Regions from separate parts of the Gossypium hirsutum genome. Here region 1 is linked to region 2. A link is a contact called in public Hi-C data. All regions are on one chromosome and are shown on one strand. Each heading gives the region's core, a stretch centred on a gene start, on an enhancer-like site or on the middle of the called end of the contact. The rest is flanking DNA. Distances are from core to core; before and after follow the strand shown.

The links. Hi-C and Micro-C count contacts between places; a contact is called where the count stands out from the background.
Region 1: a Hi-C map of leaf shows a contact between it and region 2, with 1.8 times the contacts expected there. The contact joins the promoter of LOC107934687 here to the promoter of LOC107934669 in region 2. A contact is called at or near these places in 7 of 34 Hi-C or Micro-C datasets (hypocotyl, leaf and petal).

What each region holds. Positions count from the first base shown.
Region 1 is chrD01:5,310,477-5,314,671 of Gossypium_hirsutum_v2.1, forward strand. It overlaps LOC107934687 (ATP-dependent DNA helicase 2 subunit KU70), which reads left to right and starts at 2,096. Exons shown (of 20, transcript XM_041086849.1): 1 at 2,096-2,306; 2 at 2,400-2,477; 3 at 2,704-2,820; 4 at 3,714-3,828; 5 at 4,063-4,168. The coding sequence starts at 2,241.
Region 2 is chrD01:5,149,729-5,154,423 of Gossypium_hirsutum_v2.1, forward strand. It overlaps LOC107934669 (putative receptor-like protein kinase At3g47110), which reads left to right and starts at 2,875. Exons shown (of 3, transcript XM_016867150.2): 1 at 2,875-3,784. The coding sequence starts at 2,875. LOC107934658 (a long non-coding RNA gene) reads left to right here. Exons shown (of 3, transcript XR_001693977.2): 3 at 28-167.

The DNA.
Region 1 (4,195 bases), core at 846-3,345, 160 kb after region 2:
ATCACCAAAAATGGTGGAAATTGAATTAGAAGCTGAGTGAGATATGAAATTAAAGCTGAATGAGTCTATTTTAACATGAAAGAAATAGAGTAATAAAAAGAGTTATATATTTTTAGATATTTGAATTTTAGTGAGACAGGGTAAGAATGGTTTTTGATTTCCCCTGTTCTGACTTTAGAAAAACATTAAAAATTTTATAAAAATAATTATGAGTTATAATTTATATGTATAGATTCCTTAGTGAGTCTATTTTCAATAGAAACAAGTGGAATCACCATATGAGGTCTGTACAATGAGATAATTGATTTTTAGTGAATAGAGGTCAAAACCGTCAGACAGTGAAACAAGGGAGACTTTAACGAATAAACTGTACTAATTGGCTAACCCAAAAATTCTGAAAATTTTATGGTAAGAAGATATATGAGTCTAGTTTCAAGGAAAATTTATGGATCTAAATTTAAAGTTTTGTAACTTGAGTTATAATTAAATTAGTGACAGTTATGCAGGTGGACAGTTTTATTGTGAATAGTGAAATAAATTATTTTGATTTGTTTAAGTATTCGAAAATTTTTTAATGTTTCCAGTTTGGACCCGAATAATTTCCGTTGTATGTTTTAGGGTTTCGAGTGCTCTTTTTAGGACATATTGATTGAACGCGAGCAAATTAATTTTAAAAGCAAATTTTTATGCTCCGAACTGGTAAGTTAAGTCAGGTAACGCTTCGTGCCCGACTCCAAAAAAGGTCTCGGCAAAGATCTATCTGCGCAAGAACTGCTTGCATCTTAATCTACTACAACGCAAATATGGTGTTGCGATCCAATAATGGAATTTCATACTTCAAAGACGCCATTACCGTGATCAAGATGAACAACCCGGAAGCTCTGATACTAATTTGTAAAAAATAGAATGTTGGTAATGACAAAATATCGCAAAGAAAAGAGAAATAAAAAAAATAAAGAACACACAAATTTTACGTGGAAACCCTTTCGTGAAAAAACCACGGGCAGAGGAGAAGAAAATTCACAATGTCAAATTCGAATGATTACAAGAGGAGTAGACTATGTCTATTTATAGGCTTGTAAAACCATATTCTAATAGGAGTGTAATAAGATTGAAACACCTTATTCTAATCAATATCAAATAGATGGTGTTTAATAAGGTTTAAAAAACCTTATTCTAAAATAAAATAAAAAAAAGTATAGTTCTATAAGGATTTTAATTTTAATTTATTTTACCACTGTATTTATTGAAATAAGAATTCGAGTCACTTAATTCTAACAAAAATTAATGTTCAAACATTCCATCCAGAAGCTTCTCAATCGATTTCAATTGGAGTTTGTGTTCTATTGTTTTAACCAATAAAATGATTACCTTTTTTAAGAAAAAAGTGCATGTGACCTTAATTTTATTGTTTCAATGCCTAAATTTTAATTTCTTCTTAGTCTTCACAATTACAAATACAATTACAAATAGTGTAACCTAAATAAATTATAATTAGAATCAATAATTATAAAGCACCCTCATAGTAATCAACAATAGATATTCGAAGCAAATTAGAATAGTTTCGGAGAGAGAGAATTCAAACATAGAGAGATTTAGGCCAAAATAAATATGGAAACAATTTTTACATAATTATTTGGATGGGAGTTGAACTTGAAATATTAAAGTTTCAATTTGGATGGGTGATACGGTGTGTTTAACTTATTTTTTATCTCACACTACAATATTATTACAATGTCTAATTACATTGCCATAACTATTTTTACATTAATCGCAGATAAACACATCGCTCATCCAAACCCGATATTATTCCTTCTTAAATTTTAATATTAGTACGAGAATTCAGTTAATTTAAACAAAATTATTTCATTAAGTTTAAAAATATATGAAAATCATAAATTCTAAATTAACAAAAAAAGAAGAAGATAGAATATCAAACAACATGATTTCCTATTATACATAGAAAAAAAGAATCTATAAAGACAAAGCAGGCCAAGCTTAAGCCTCAAAAACTTTGCCAAAACCTGGTTGAAAAATGTATCGGACCCGAAGCTTTATATGGAAAAGGCTCTCAAGCCCATGAACACTTTGATCTCCAATTGTCAGTGTCCTTCCTTTAGCTTGTCCAAGACACCTCCACTCCAAATATCGAAATGTATTTAAAAAATGCGTAGGAACTGGGAAAGTTAGCAGCACTTCAGAAACCGGCAAAAAACCTTTGAAAAATTTCATCTTTAACAATGGATTTGGACCCAGAAGATGTTTTCAAGGACGAAGAAGACGACCCAGATAACGAATTCTTCCAGGTTTCCTCTCTTTCTCTTTATTTTCTTCTATATTCTTCTCCACGGTTAAGAAACGAGAGATGTAGTTGTGTTGTTTTTGTCCAATATTTGCAGCAAAGTGAGAGTTCCAAAGAGTATGTTGTTTACTTGGTCGATGCTTCTCGGAAAATGTTCAGCACGACATGTCCTGGTGTAAGTTTTTATGTATAATCAAAACAGATAAAGAATACCCATTTCCTTTTCTTTACAGTTTTTTTAGTAATTGGTTTTCTTTTTTCTTTCATGGATTAATACCCTAATTAAGCTTTTCTGTAATGGATATGTTTTTTGATTAACATGTTTTTCTTCTTCTTCTTTTTCTATTTGAGATGTACTGACTAGCTGTTGGTTTTTTATTTTTATTTTTAAATATTGACAGAATGACCAAAAGGATGAAACTCATTTCCACACCGCTGTTAGCTGTATTGCTGGATCACTCAAGACTCAAATCATTAGTAGATCGTATGATGAAGTTGCAATTTGCTTCTTTAACACTGTAAGATGCAATTCTAGCCCTTTAGGTTGATATTAATTATTTTATTTACTGTAGTTAGAGCCTCTGGTCCTGGTGTACAAAAAAAAAAAAGAAAAATGGCAGGGGTGGGGCTTTCCACTTAGTCTACTCACAAAATATACTGTTGAACTAGTAGGTGTAACTTTTTAGTTCTAGGGTGGTAAACTCAATTGGGTGAAAATCTTGAATTAGATTAGATTTCTTTGAAATCTCATGGCGATCAGTGAATTGTGGGGAAGTGTTGGAAAATAGGTGTACGAATCCTCAGTAAACAGAAGTGTACATAGCAGTTCCAATGCTACTCTTTGGATCACTTGGCCATCATTCCTACATGACAAGATGCTATCAGGGCTTTTTGGTAACGAGTTGGTTAATCAAAAAGTTTTCAAATAAATAGCATTTTCGTTTGTATATCTCAATTTGGTTTTGCCACAATCACACATGGAATCAAAAGAATAGGTAGGAATGCACATAGAACACCAAGTAGCTGCCTTTGTTGGTCAATGGTTTCCATCAATGTGGGATAACTACTCCTAGTTTGCTATATTTTCTATACCAACGTCAACTAGTAAATTGGGTTTACTAGCAAAATATACCACATCTATTTGCAGGGATTGGACTTATTTTCTATATGTTTATTAAAGGACTTGTCTATGTGCGGAGATTGTACTTATTTTCTGTGTGTTTATTCCGACCAGTTGACATTGGTAAAACTTGGACAAGTTTCCATCAAATAGATGAGTCCTTTAATAAATATACAGAAAATAAATACAATCTTTGCAAATAGAGTTGGTATATTTTGCTATATGCTCTGGAAGTCTGCTGCCCTAAGTGCCTATGATATGTTTTCTTACTATCTTGTGTTCTGTCTGCAGAGGGAAAAGAAGAACTTGCAAGATTTAAATGGTGTTTTTGTTTTTAATGTTGCTGAAAGGGAGCACCTAGACAGGCCTACAGCTAGGCTTATTAAAGAATTTGACTGTATAGAAGGTAATTTATATTCAAATTAATTGCATTATTGGTGATCAATAATGAAGATTTGATTCTAAGCTTTTGACTGCCTGCTTTAACTATAGATTTTTGCTACAATACTATAAACTGATCGCAAAGTACTACTTAAAAGTTCATCATATTTCATTAGATTCACTAAATATGATCTTTTATGTTAAAATTTGTAAAAATCTTTTGGGGAACCAATGTACATATTTTTAAGCTATTTTGCAGAATCATTTATGAGAGAAATTGGGAGTCAGTATGGTATTGTTCCCGGGTCTCGGGAGAATTCCCTTTATAATGCCCTCTGGGTTGCTCAAGCTCTTCTTCGTAAAGGGTATGGTTTCCTGTTGCATTTGTGTTA
Region 2 (4,695 bases), core at 1,625-4,124:
CTTACCCCATAGTTCAAAACTTCTCAGGTAATACTCGTGACTAGGATCAGACCCAGCATACGGGGTATCACCTCGGACATCGGATTGTTTTTAAATAAGTATTTTTAATAAGTTCTTTGTTGGTTTTGGATTGTAATTTTTAATGTATTGGGTCTGTGGCTTGATTATTATTTTTTTTGGGGGGGGGGTTGTGCATGCATATATTACTGAAGCTTAATAACTAATAATTGCATGATATATGACTTAAGTAAAACTGAAATTGATCACCAATTTTTCGCTATGTTACAAATTAACCATTTTGAAAAACAAATCGATAAGGCAATTGGATTTCCAAAATGATATGAATAATAGTTGACATTTTAAAGATTCAATTTTTGTGAAACAAAATGTCAAAACAATTAGTCTTCTAAAACATGACAACAATAATAAAGTATAGATGGCCTAATTGAATGAATGTTTTAATGTTAATTAATTTCAGGGGTGATGACTTTTCTAAATTTAGAAAAAAAATTAGGGTTTTTGTAAGAAAACCCAATAAACTAATGTTTTATCTAACTTGGATCACCAATAACGGTTTTCTTTAAAATTAGTTAGGTGTTAAGGATTTTCGAAGGTCAAATAGTCTATTTAGCCATTTCGATGGCTAATGTAGCCTTCTCAATATGGTCATAACATTTAGTCCGGGTTAGGGAGGTTATAACCTTAGACAAGGGGATCCGCTAAGTCCTTATCTATTCCTGACTTGTGGGGAGGGATGGTCGACATTGATGAGGATGGTGAAAGGGGAGGGGAGAACAAAGGGTGTCAAGGTATGTAGAAGGGATCCTGAGATTACTCATTTGCTTTTTGCAAATGACTGTATTTTGTTCGGTGATGCTGTGAAAAAACGAGCAAATGAGATTAGAAGGATTTTGCAGAAGTATGAAGAATATTCAGGGCAAAGTATCAACTTAGAGAAATCAACACTATTTTTTAGTTCAAATGATTCTGCATATGCAAAGGACTCAGTAGCTCAATTACTAAGGGTGCGTTGTTTGATGGATCCAGAGAAGTCTTTGGGGCTCCTGAATGTTGTAGGGAGGCAAAAATGAAGGACCTTTCAGGGTTTGAAAGATAAGATTGCAGAACAAATAAATAATTGGTGTGTTAAAATACTTCCTTAGGGAGGGAAGGAAGTTTTTATTAAGAGTGTACTGCAATCAATTCCGACTTATGCTATGTTTTGTTTTTTACCACTGAATTCTTTATGTCATGACATGGAACAGGCTATAAGTCGGTTTTGGTGGCAGGAACAAAAAGGAAAGAGGGGGATTCATTGATGCAATTGGAATAAATTGTGTGAACTAAATGAAGATGGGGGAATGAGGTTTAAAAATTTATCCAAGTTTAATTTAGCCCTTGCAAAACAGGGTTGGTGTTTAATGAATTATCATGATTCGTTATTAGCTAGAACTTTAAAAGCTAAATATTTCCCCAATGTCGATTTCATGCAACCAAAGTTAGGTAATTATCATTCTTATACTTGGAGGAGCGTATGGGCGACAAAGCAACTATTATAAGATGGAACGGCTTGGAGAGTGGCAGGATGCTTGGTTCCTTGGGTTGAAGGATAAAAAAAAAATCCAGGAGTTAGTTTGAGATCACAATATAGTTAAGGTGGAAGAGCTGAGTGAATCTAATCTGAGACAATGGAAGGAGGATCTTGTTACCTCTTTGTTTACAAGGGAAGAGGTAGAAACTATCTTGCAAATTCCTCTAGCGAGACGTCCACGAGAGGACAATAGGGTATGGAGTGGGGAGGTAACAAGAGAGTATATTGTGAGGAGTGGTTACAGAAGGCTACTGAAAGAGACCTCTAGTCTAGATGACAATACTAATGAAATTACAAACAAAGCTTTCCTAAAAAACCTATGGCATACAGACTTGCCAAAGAAAATCAAAATTATGGTGGCATGTTGTTAAGCGTATTGATAGGACAAAAAAAAGTATGATGAATTTTTTGGCGCTCCAAATTTATTTAAAAAAAATTCATTTTAGTCTTTTATTTAATTTTCCGTCACTTTTAACCTTTAAACCCGTATTGTTTGTCAAATCATCTAAAATGAATAAAAAAGTTAATGTACCACATTAGCAATTAATTAAATTTTAAAAATAAAAATATTTTTTTATAATTTTATACTTTTTAAATAAATTTAGTATTTTAAAAATAAATTAATAATATTTTCTAAATTTTTAAATTTTTAAAAAATTAATTAATTTCTAATTTGACATCCCGGTGACAATCCACATGTGGCACATTAGCAAAGTTAACAAACGTTGATTTTTTCACAACGTAAGTTTAAGAACTAAAAAATAAATAATAAATAAAAAGTTAAAATATATTTTTTGGTAAAAGTAGAAAGAAAAAAAATTATTCCAAAATAACAAAAATTAAAAATAAAATCTTTCAACCTCATTGAATGTTCTAAGAAATTTGATGGTTTATTTTAATTTTAAGTCAACATCTTTTTTGTTGAAAATTCTTTTAGTCAATAGAAACAACAATTAGTGTTTAGATACGGTTAGTTAAGAGAGTGATTGGGTTGTTTATATTCTTGGAAGTGACTGCTCACTTGTCACTTCCTATCTGATAAAAATTTATCACGTTGTCTAATAATTTCACTAATCTAAAATAATTAAATAAAATTTAGAAAGAAGTTTTTTAAGCAATAATTACATAATCATATTATCACATCCTATAATAAACTCTGTAGTTTCTACCTAAATCACATTCAAAGAATTTGCAATGTTGCAAGAATAAATTACAACATAAATTATCTATCTATTAATCTCAGTTCTGCCTTTGTTGGTAGCTCGATAAACACCCAAAATCAAATGGGGAATACTTTCCTCAACTTAGCTATTCTTATCATCTTCCATTTTTCTATGCCTACTTTCTCTATGAAATTAACCACCATACTTACAGATCAATCAGCTCTTCTAGCATTAAAAGATCATGTTATTCATGATCCTGAAAATGTCTTGACAACTAACTGGTCAACCTCTGCCCCTGTTTGCAATTGGTTTGGTGTAAGTTGTGGATCCAAGCACCGTAGAGTCACAGCTCTAAACCTTACTGGGTTGGGACTCGTAGGCACCCTTCCACCTCACTTGGGAAATTTGTCATTCCTTTCTCTTCTTTATGTCAGAAACAATAGTTTCTATGGCGGATTACCTGTCCAGTTATCCAATTTGCGACGGCTGAAATATTTAAGCTTTGGTAACAACTCCTTCAGTGGAGAAATCCCATCATGGTTGGGATCATTAACTGAACTTCGAACGTTGTTTTTGTACCAAAACAACTTCAAAGGTGTTATGCCATTCTCTTTAGCCTATTTGTCAAAGCTAGAGGTCTTGTATTTGTTTGAAAACCAGGTTTCAGGTTCAATTCCCTCCACCATCTTCAATATCTCTTCGTTGCAAGAAATAGATCTAAGCTACAATATGCTCTCTGGTTCCATACCCTCTGTTCCACGTGATTTGCTTTTGCTAGAAGTCATCGATTTCACCACCAATAATCTCACTGGTCATATCCCAAAAGATATGTTTGATCATCTTCCAAATTTGAAAGGATTGCACTGGAGTCTTAACCTGCTTTCTGGTAGAATTCCTGCCAGTCTATTCAAGTGCAAAGAGTTACAAGTGTTATCTTTAGCGTTTAACCAAATGGAGGGGAGCCTACCAATAGAAATTGGGAATTTTAGCCAGCTTCAAGACATCTATATTGGTCGGAACCACTTTGAAGGTAATACATGCTTGCTAACCGTTTTTTAAAGCTTTTTCAAGTGTTAACTTTTTTTTTAAAAAAGTAGTTTGAGAATGTAAGGATTTTTTTTTTGGAAAGAAATTAAGTTAATGAATATAATAATTTAGATCACTCTTGTATTGAGATTGAAAACATAAATTTATTTATTAATTGAATACATAGTTGAAAAGAAGATTGAAGAATAAACTACCAGAAAATGATGAGAGAAATATTCTTTAATTTCCTACTGGACTTGGAAGTGTGTATGACACCTAATATGATGTGCAATACCTTGCTAATGGAGCTTTATTTACTTTTGGAATAACCATTTATTTAGCCCTTCAACTTTATAAAAAAATCATTTTAGCCCTTTATTTAATTTTCGCTTATTTTAGCCCTTTAACTTGTATTGTTTGTCAATCACCCCCAAAACAAATGATCACGTTAGTAATATTTTTAAAATTTTTAATTTTAAAAAGTTAATAGTTGAAAACTTCGAATATTCAAGGAATATTTGTACATTCTCTTCTAGCTCAAATAGAGGAATTGAGGTTTCATTAATATTTTTATGGATAGGCTAATAAATAAAAAGAAATAAAAGACAATACATCATTGAGATTCTCAATTTTTGAAAAGATTTATTTATTTATTTTATTTTGGACGAGTCGAGACAATAGGATGAACAATAATGGTTCTGTATTGCGAACTTTGTATCGCGCACATCACTTAGATGAACTCTAGAGAGTCACATCGAAGAAATGGAATATGAAAGAGAATACAAAGAAATAAATGAAAGGGATCAAATTTTATTTGTACTGTAGCTGAGATGAGTTTTGGTTATTTCTATCCTTGAACTCCTATTAGAGGTGCTCATGGGTCGGGCGGCCCGGCCCGGCCTGACGGCCCGCCCG